Linked DNA regions of Mus musculus: region 2 is linked to region 1. The links are chromatin contacts, called in public Hi-C maps. All regions are on one chromosome and are shown on one strand. The core of a region is the stretch at or near the end of the contact, and the rest is flanking DNA. Distances in the headings are between cores, read along the strand shown. Region 1 overlaps Vangl1 (VANGL planar cell polarity 1). Region 2 has its middle 15 kb from the start of Gm33162.

Evidence for each region. A called contact is a pair of places that touch in the nucleus more often than the background predicts.
Region 2: a Hi-C map of the G1E-ER4 cell line shows a contact between it and region 1, with 2.9 times the contacts expected there. The contact joins two enhancer-like sites. A contact is called at or near these places in 2 of 484 Hi-C or Micro-C datasets (the G1E-ER4 cell line and erythroblasts).

Annotation. Positions count from the first base shown.
Region 1 is chr3:102,166,728-102,171,328 of GRCm38.p6, forward strand. Vangl1 (VANGL planar cell polarity 1) reads right to left here. Exons shown (of 8, transcript NM_177545.5): 5 at 111-244. Among named protein-coding and RNA genes, the nearest start is that of Gm16160, 35 kb to the right of the region's middle. Within about 2 kb of position 2,669, at least 168 of the 459 cell types and tissues checked have an H3K27ac peak or open chromatin away from gene starts, as enhancers often do. A contact at or near this core is called in the G1E-ER4 cell line, where this site is marked.
Region 2 is chr3:101,549,653-101,554,253 of GRCm38.p6, forward strand. No RefSeq gene overlaps it. Among named protein-coding and RNA genes, the nearest start is that of Gm33162, 15 kb to the left of the region's middle. Within about 2 kb of position 2,094, at least 87 of the 459 cell types and tissues checked have an H3K27ac peak or open chromatin away from gene starts, as enhancers often do. A contact at or near this core is called in the G1E-ER4 cell line, where this site is marked.

The DNA.
Region 1 (4,601 bases), core at 1,419-3,918:
GACCGTAAGGCAAGCACAGAATACAGGGTTGAAGCAAACGTACTATGAGGTTTAAGCCACAGAGCCACCTAACTGTGCGCCCCCCCCCCCAAACGGTTTCAAGCACATACCATCTACATTGTAGACTTTCAGGCCAGCCATGTGCTTGGCTGCTCGGAATTTGGATGCTGTTAGGAGGTTCGGGTTATAGATGGTGAAGTCCTTGTAGTAATTTTCCAGAACCACCAAGGCTGCTCGCTGGATGCTGTAAAATGAGGGCAAAAATGAATGCGGGGTTTTCACCGGAATTCAGTGGGGCTGAAATGAGAAGTCTTTCTGAGTCAGGTCAATTGTAAGTCAAGGTAGCCCTCCCAGGAAAGTCTGCTGGCTCCTACACTCCCCATGGCTCCCACTATGGCGGCTTCCTCTCCTTTCCCAGGCTCTGGCATTCCCCATATCCCATTCAGCCAGAAGCTGAAAGAGGAGAGAATTACAAGCTGTAACTGAGATTTAGGTTTGGGGTACATAAAGCTTTTCCTGTTTATCCTTAATTTACCAAAAAAAAGGGAAGGAAGTTGAGAAGCTCGCCCCCCCCCAAAAAAAAGGTAGGAACTTTGATGATGCTCTGAGACCCTCATTCAGTAATTGGTTACACACACACACACATACACACACACACACACACACACACACACACACACACATACACACACAGAGAGAGAGAGAGAGAGAGAGAGAGAGAGAGAGAGAGAGAGAGAGAGAGAGAGAGAGGCGGAGATTTGCCCCAGGTCTAAGGAACTGGTCTCCCATGTTACAGCAATGTCCTCCCTATGGGGCAGAGTCCTTTAAATGAGGCTTCAGTTAAACGCTAAGATATTCTGGGTCTTAAGATCCTCAGAAGCTCCTGCCCTTCAAGTGTCCTGGACACTCAGCAGATAATAGCTCCAAGCTACCATTTTGGAGCTCAGGTGATAACACACATATCCCAGAAGCATGCTGGGAGCTGAACAGAACACTGCAGGATCCCTGCTGTTTCAGAGATCCACCAGCTGTAACAGGGAGGGGCTTTCACTCATCTCCTCCCTTTTGACCTTCACGATCACTCCAGGGAAGAAAACAAAGGTACAGAAACCCACAAGCCACACAATGGCATGGCATGCCTTAGAGTCTGGCTAGAATTCTGGGGTGGATTAACAACCTAGATGCTGGCCCTTCACCCTGCGCTGTGTGTCCTGACATCTGCAGCTCCCGAAGCTGTTCGCCAAACACGCTGCACTAAATACCACAGCTCTGTTTTATCTTGCCCTTCTGTGTCTCTTTCCCAGCGCTCTGCTAAGATAATGGGCTTATAAGGATTATTTACAATGGCCTGAATGCCAGGACAGGGACTGCCTTGGATTCCTGGAGGGCTATGCGGCATCCCAGGGCTCTCTACCCCCTACTGACTGAGCAACCCTTAGCCAGACCGCTGAAGCCCCGACTACCCCCACTCCAAGACTCCCTTTGCGCTCCGCTTTAAGAATTGAACACAGGACTGAGGATGAGTCTCCAATGGCAGAGTATTCACCTCTGCACTATGTAGGAACCGAGCAGTCATTAGGTCAGCATGGAGTGCAAGACTAAGGCGGTCCTTGAGGTGAAGGGCTTCATTTTGATCTTACTGTTGTTCGGAGTTCTGCCCATTGTGTTTTCAATTTCCTCCTCCTCCTCTGCTATGACCTTCCCCAAAGAGGAACAAGTGTTCCTTCACTTCCAATGCATCCAAAAGTGTACCCGTCCCTATCACACACATGCACCCTTGCACATTGCTATGTTTGAAAACCCTAAGGATGAAAATAAGCTTGGTTATACACAGACACACTGGTTCAAACTAGTTCATCCCGTGCTTTTATACCAGCAGAAGAATTTCTCTAGGTGCTCAGATTAGAATATTAAAAAAAAAAAAAAAAAGTTCGTCACCAAAAGTTAAGAACTGGTAGGGAGAAATTGAGAGATGGCTTAGCCATTAAGCATTGGCTGCTCTTGTAGAAGCTCAGGTTCAGTTCCCAGCACCTATATGGCTTATAACCACATATAACAGGGGATGCAATATACTTTTCTGGCTTCTGTGGTCTGCATGAGTGTGGTGCACACAAACTCTGCAGGTATATACACATTATAAATAAGCAAGTAAATAAATCCCCCTTTAAAAAAGTCCAGAGTTTAAAGGTAGTTTCGGAAGTTAGCCTCAGGCCCACCTCCAAAGCAAGCCTTGTGGTGACTGCTGGGTTTTGTTTTTCATCCAGGTCACAAGGAGGAGCCCAGAGAATTCCATCGGCTCAGTCCAGTGCCTTCATCCCACATGTGCCATCTCTATAAGTGCCTTCTGTCCTTGTCTCCCTCTTCAGAGCTCCAACCCTGCCACCTTAGCATGGCCTAAGACACGGTTGAGGTAAGGCCCGCAGCTGCCAATGTTGGAGCAAAACTCTATGCATCCCCTAAGAACTTCCCACAGATAGGGCTGATGCCCAAGGACAGAGCCCCGGGGCTTCATGCAGGGCCTCAACCTTGCCAAGGCCAGAGAAGCCCATCTCCCAAGAAGCACAGAAGAGAAGAGCAGGCATCCTGCGCCTTCTCCAACCCCATCATCGCACAGAGCTCCAGCGTGACTCAGAGCCAGGCACGGTCCTGGCCGGATGCCCAGGCTGACAAGCTAATGCAGGAGCTGAAGTACTCGCGCCAAGTTTATAAATGCCTCCAAGAGCTGTGCACACTCTCGCCTACAGAGAACCATTTGTCTGGCACTCAGCACATCTAACAATACGAGGGAAGGAGACTTTCCACAGAACTAAGACAACACACAACCAATGTGCCCAACTTTAAAAGGTTGCAGTCGTTTGAGCTAAAATCCAACATCACAGTGCTTCATCTTTTTTACAGAGCAAACTATGTACTGCATGCCTGAAGTCTTGCCAAGATACAGGATGGTGATTCCTTGTGTTCATGGCTGAGCTGTGCTTTGTACATAACAGCCATAAGTCACGGGTGCAAACAGCAGGCAGACGTTCCCAGTGCCCATGTTCTGCTCCAGGCTACAGGAACAATCTAAGCACTCAGAACTCCCTGGTTGATGTCATTTTCCACATTCTCCCTTGCTCTTAGCAAGCAAAGTCATTTCAGGGGTTTAGGTGCAGGCTAAGTCATAGACCCACAAGCCCAGGACTTACAGTGCATCCCTTCCTCCAGCCAGTGTCCGTGCTCAGACACCTTCCTTGCCTTGGATCCTCTGTATCCTCCAACTGTGGTACCACACAGGCCTCTATCAGTAAGCCTTTCACACTCCCTAGACCCTAAAGTCTGTCCCTACACTCAGAGCACCCAGCATAACACAGACCAGTAGTGTCTCCTACAAGGAGTTAGATATGCAACCCCTGCCTCTTTAACTTCTTACACAAGTCCCTCTCACACAAGCAAGGCCTCCTGTATTTCCTCCATATGTAACACTTGTTGGCTCAAATTGTCTGTTTATAAAACCTTAGGATTCCCATAGGTTTAACATTAAGATCTTAAGGTTTAAGACTAAGAAGAATTTCATGAAGCCATTAGAGGCAAAGGCGGGGGGGGGGGGGGGGCTGAGAGATGGTTGAAAGCAAATCTTTAAACTCATCCTGATTCCTAGACAAGATCATCTCTGAGGAAAGACAGGGGCAAGGAAAGTCAAACTGGCGGGGAGCTTGGCATCATACCAGCACTGGAGCCAGAGAGGAGAGGCAGTGAGCAGGCCAGCCACCTTCACGCAGGAGTCCTGGGTGCAGGCTGTGGAGACAAGCCCATCATGGTCCCAGAAGTGTGAAATGAAAGCCATCTCCTCGTTCTCCTCCAAAGCCAATAATCAAACAAATCATAATTCAACTATTCCGATCTCCCACTTTATGAAACAATTGATAGTACTTCATACCCCCTAGAGAACTCCAGCCTCTCTGGAGAGAGAGAGAGAGAGAGAGAGAGAGAGAGAGAGAGAGAGAGAGAGAATATGAATCATTTTATCTTAAATTATTCACTTTTTCAAATTTCATTCTTTTTTTTTTTTCTTGAATAGGATGGGACTACTAATCCAGAATGCCTGGCACTGCCATGGTACGTGGGCTCCAAACATGTATGTATAAGGTACATCACTGAGAGCTGAATGAAATGAACCTGTCAGGTCAGTGTAGTTAGAAGTTCCAGTGAGACACCCTGAGGTTCAACTCTATGGGGTGCTGGCTAAGGCTGGCATCAGTTTCTGAGAGCTGTCTCTGAAGCACCATGGCTAGTGGGCAAATTCTGGACTTTGACTTTCTGAGAGTTCACTTTAACCAACATTTAGGCCGGGGAACATGTTGGTGATTGGGGCGTTTGCCTTCTATCTTCCCCATTTTGAATTGTTTGGTTGGTTTAGGCGTGGCAGGATTTTATAAGGTAATATAATTTAAAGGGCCCAGCCTAAGGCACAAGCCTTGTGACTGATACCACCATGGCCATAGGTTTCTATGTCCGCATGTGTGCTGGGGAGGCTGATCTGCCCCCTGTGTGCACCTGTGCCAATCTCTCTCCCCAAGAGGGACTGACTGCCTTTGAAATGGAGCCAAGGCAGATCCTTCCAC
Region 2 (4,601 bases), core at 844-3,343, 620 kb before region 1:
GGAATATGCTGAATATTTCTTTTGGCCATAGTTACTTGAATGGCCAATTCATACACACAATGACTTGGGCATGTCTCCAAAGATTTACACTGGGTCAAAGAAAAACAAAAAAGAAACCCCAAACAAAACACAAAATAGAGGGCACATCAGTGCTTGCTAGGAGCTAAGGAACAGCAGGGTGTGGAAGCAGAGGAGGCACGAGGGGGAAGTCTCCCTGTTTCTTGGTTGTTTTACAAGATTACCACTGGGGCCATGGGGTAGAGGCAGACTCTCTTATCATTCTTACTATGGTGTGAGATATGTATTATCTCCAACTACAAGTTTAAAAGACTCTGCGTGGAGGCACTTCATTTGTGGGGTGTTCTGGACAAACACCTTGAAGATGGATCACGGATCCAGATTTAGGAGTGGCTTCAGCTGCGAGTGCAAAGACATAGTGTGAGGGGACTTTTTGAGTCCCTCCTAAGTCCATACATTAAACTTCGTAGATCTGTATACTAAAAAAAGAGGAAACTTTAATATATAATCATTAAAGGTGAAGAGAAATGTAATGACGTATGTATCTCCTTGATATTTTATATAGCACAGTTGTACAGTAACCAAGCACAGCAGCCGTAACAGCAGGGGCAGCTGTCTTTATCATTGTCATTGTCATCCTCATGTTTCACTGATTATTTTATTCGAACTTCACAGTAGCCTGTGAGGGAACCGTTCTCAACTTTCCTAACACGGTGACCCTTTGATACAGATCCTCATGTTGTGGTGACTCCCAACCATAACATTATTTTCATTGCTACTACATAACCGTGATTTTTCTATTGTTATGAATCGTAATGTAAATGTCTGATGTGCAGAATATCTGATATACAACCCCCCCCCCCCCCCCGCAAAGGGGTAGCAACCCACAGGTTGACAACTTCAGTGAGGGAATGAGGGCGGGGACTATAAACCCCATCTTATCCTGAGATCAGCTCAAGCCTCAGGCTTGGCTACAAGTTTGTTACCTGCTGCCCCATCTTATGGTGAGAACATGAAGGGTTAGAGAGGATAATCTCTCTCTCAAGATCTTACAGTGTGAAGTTGTCTTCCTTGGAAGGAGAAGCAAGTTTTCCAGCCGCGAGCAGCGGATGAGCCTAGGAGGCCAGGGGAAGTGGCCATTGTGCTAGTCAAAGGATGTTTTTGTTACATTTAGAGAAAGATGCCCTTCCCAAAGTAGCTGAGCCATCAGTGGTCCTGCGGTGTGACTAAGCAGGGTAGCAGGCAACAACACCCTGGGTGCTTCATCTGTTGCCTTTGGCTTTGGTACATAAAACCATTTGCTTCGGAAACTATCGGTTGGGGTTAGGAGACAGACTAGTGACAAGTCTTTCTTCCATGGAGCCAGCCGCCTGTCTCCCTCTGGCTCCTCTGGGATGTGGTCTAAGGCCCCTGGTGGGAGGCTGGGAATCATGGGAACGGTGGTCTTACCTTAGCTCTTCTCCTGTTCTACACACACACTGGCAGCTTGGGACAGTGTCAGAGTATCCCTGTGCCTAGAAGCTCTGTCCCCCAGAAATCCAACTGGCACCATCCCCACCCCCCTTCAGATCCTGTCACCTCAGTAAGGCTAACTAGCAGAAAGTTCACTGAGGTTGGGCAGGATATGCTTTTGATGGTCCCTGTCTCTGATTTTGTCACTTCACTGAGGTGTGGACTGGCTCTCAGGGCCCCTCAAGCACCTGAGTTCTGAAATTCTGACCTCTGAGAGGCAGAGACTGTAGCTATCAGAGACCCCTGTGAGCCTTACTGGCAGGGCTGGGGCCAGCTACCTACCCACTCTGTGCTCGGTGACAAGGGTCGCCACAGCCCAAGCAGAGTGGGTACTAGAGGGACTGCCGTATCATCTGATCCATAGCCGCTTAATCTCTTGACCATGTGCACTGGGGACATGTCCACCAAGGACGTCACTGAGGTGGGGGAAGAATGCAGCCGTTGTCCGGGCCCAGAACACAAAGGCGGGTCTGTGCACACGTGGGCACTCCCGGCCCCGGCTGGATCAGCTGCTCTCGTTTCCTCCTTCGCCATCACAATACAACTACAGAGATACAGCCTGCCCTTCAACCCCCGCCCCAGGAGAACCAGGCAATGGGATTTCTGCCCACTGGGTGCCCGCTGAGCATAGCCAGCAACTCCAGCCTCCCAGCCCCCCCCCCCCCTTGGCTCCCGGTGAGTCTAGAATTTCCATTGCCTGCCTCTCCCTGACCTCATTTGCTGTGCCCTCTCGGCTTCCTTTTCTCTTGTCCTCCCAGGCACGCGTGTGAGGGGCAGATCCAGGGCGATCTGGACTCTGCTGATTACCAGGGAGCCAAGGCTGGAAGCTGAATTCTTATCTGCTGGGCGGTGGCCAGCTGTGGTGCAGGGTTACACCAATGCTGGGGAGCAACAGCTGTCCCGGCCTACCATCGTCATCCTAGGACACTAGACAAGGGACATTCTAGTCACCGTCCCTGCCATTGCCCAGCATGGGGACAAAGTGAGGCTGCCTGAGATGTGGCGACAGGCACTCAGCATTCCATGCAGCAGCCGCAGTCCAGGCCAGGTCTTTTGGCCCTGTGTGTCTCAGTTTCCCGTTGATAGACATTCAGGAGAATGTTCTTATATAGAGGGCTGTTGAGAGCTGTCTGTGGACCTTGATGCCATCTTTAGCATGGCTAATCCAGGGGTAAGCCCTGAAACAGTAATACATGTACCAAGCATCAGCACCCAATGCTCTTCATTTGTTCATCAAGGACTGAGTACCTTTACTTGTCAGACATGTATGACTATGTCAGACTTCAGTATGCTTGATAAGTCAGTGAAGGAAAGGGACAAAAATCCCTCCAGCAGGAAGGTAGTCTCCCTCCTCCCCTCCCTCCTCCCCTCCCTCCTCCCCTCCCTCCTCCCCTCCCTCCTCCCCTCCCTCCTCCCCTCCCTCCTCCCTCCTTCCCTCCTCCCCTCCCTCCCCCCTCCTTCCCTCCTCCCCTCCCTCCTTCCTTTCTTCCTCCTTCCTCACTTCCTCCTCCTCTTCCTCTTCCTGTTTCTCCTTCTTTTCACAAGTTCTCACTTCTAAATGGAGAGAAGTGAAAACTGTGAGTCCTAGTAAATGAAAGTACAGAGAAGGTATTGGGGCTCAGAGCTGGGAAAGAGGGCTCTGGCATCAAGAGTCAGGGTAGGCCAGGGTCTAAGCCCCAGACAGTCTTTGGTGATGATGTAAAGGTCTAAAGGAAATGAAGGAGGGCACCAAGTGGGTTTCTGGGGGAAGAATCTTCTAGGCAGAAGGGATAGCTCCTTCCTCCCTGGGGAGCAGCTTACCTGTGTATCTGTGGAGTCGGGGGGGGGGGGTCATTTCACTGCATAGAATGCAGGAGAAAGAACTGAAAGATCAGGATAAGGGCATAAAGGGATAACACGAGACACTTGAAATACTATGTCATGTCTGCACTGAGCACCCGACAGAGTGGCTTACATAACAGTGCGTTGGGTGCCAGCAGCTAGGCTTCCTTCCCAAGTGTCAAGGTCCTTGGCTTCCCTATCAGGTTCTTCTAATTATTCTTGTGTGTGTGTGTGTGTGTGTGTGTGTGTGTGTGTATGTGTGTGTGTGGTATGGGTACCCTCCCTCTTCCCACCCTTCCTATCACCATTAGATCTCAGCAATCTCTTATCATTTGCTTGCTGGCTTACCTGCAGCGTTCCTGGTGGGCCACTGTGAACTGGCAGCCCTGCCCCTTCCCGCACCAACAGAGAACCTGCTGACTTCCTTATCTCTATCCTCATACTTGACCCCAGAGGCCCTTTCCTGACTGGGGCTTGTTCCTCCTCTCTCACTTGGCTCTGCCCTGAATTCAGCAAAAACCCAACCCACTCCTCTTGATGGGTATGTAGAAGGTTCGTCCCTAAAAACCCAATTCTTGCAAAAAGCCAATAGCAACTCCCAGGGCTAGTGATGGTTCTCCTGTTTCCCGTCCTGCTATGTATCGTAATTATTTGGAAAAGTAACTTGACAGGGTGGGTAGTACACAAAGAGCTATAAGGTTACAGATATCCGTTGGTTTGGGAATTTCATGTTTCATGTTTCAGCTAAAGAAAATAAATCTGATTAGAGAAATACCCCACATAGGATTGCAGATGCTCAGTTGGTAGAGTGCTCCCAGCAAAGGAAGCCCCGAGGGGTCACCCGCCTCATTCAGGGATCACTCAGGAGGAAGAGGCAGGATGATCAGGAATTCACAATTATTCTTGGCTGCTTATGGAGTTAGAGGCCAGCCTAAGCTACACGAAACTTAGAAAGAGAGAGAGAGAGAGAGACAGACAGACAGAGAGACAGAGAAGAGAAAGACAAGAGAGTGGATATTTAGGAAAGAAAAAAAGTAAAAAGAAAGTGTGAATTTGTTCATGTAAATAAAAATGTGCATCTTAGAAACGTTTATAATATGGAACACAAATGGTAGCAATGACTGTTTAAGTATTTGCTAAGAACCAGAAGAACTAGGCGTCATTACGTTTTTACAGTATTATTATTTTATCCAAACCCTCTCCCTGTCTCTTTAAGAAAGGAACAATGATTATCTAACAGAGCTACAACT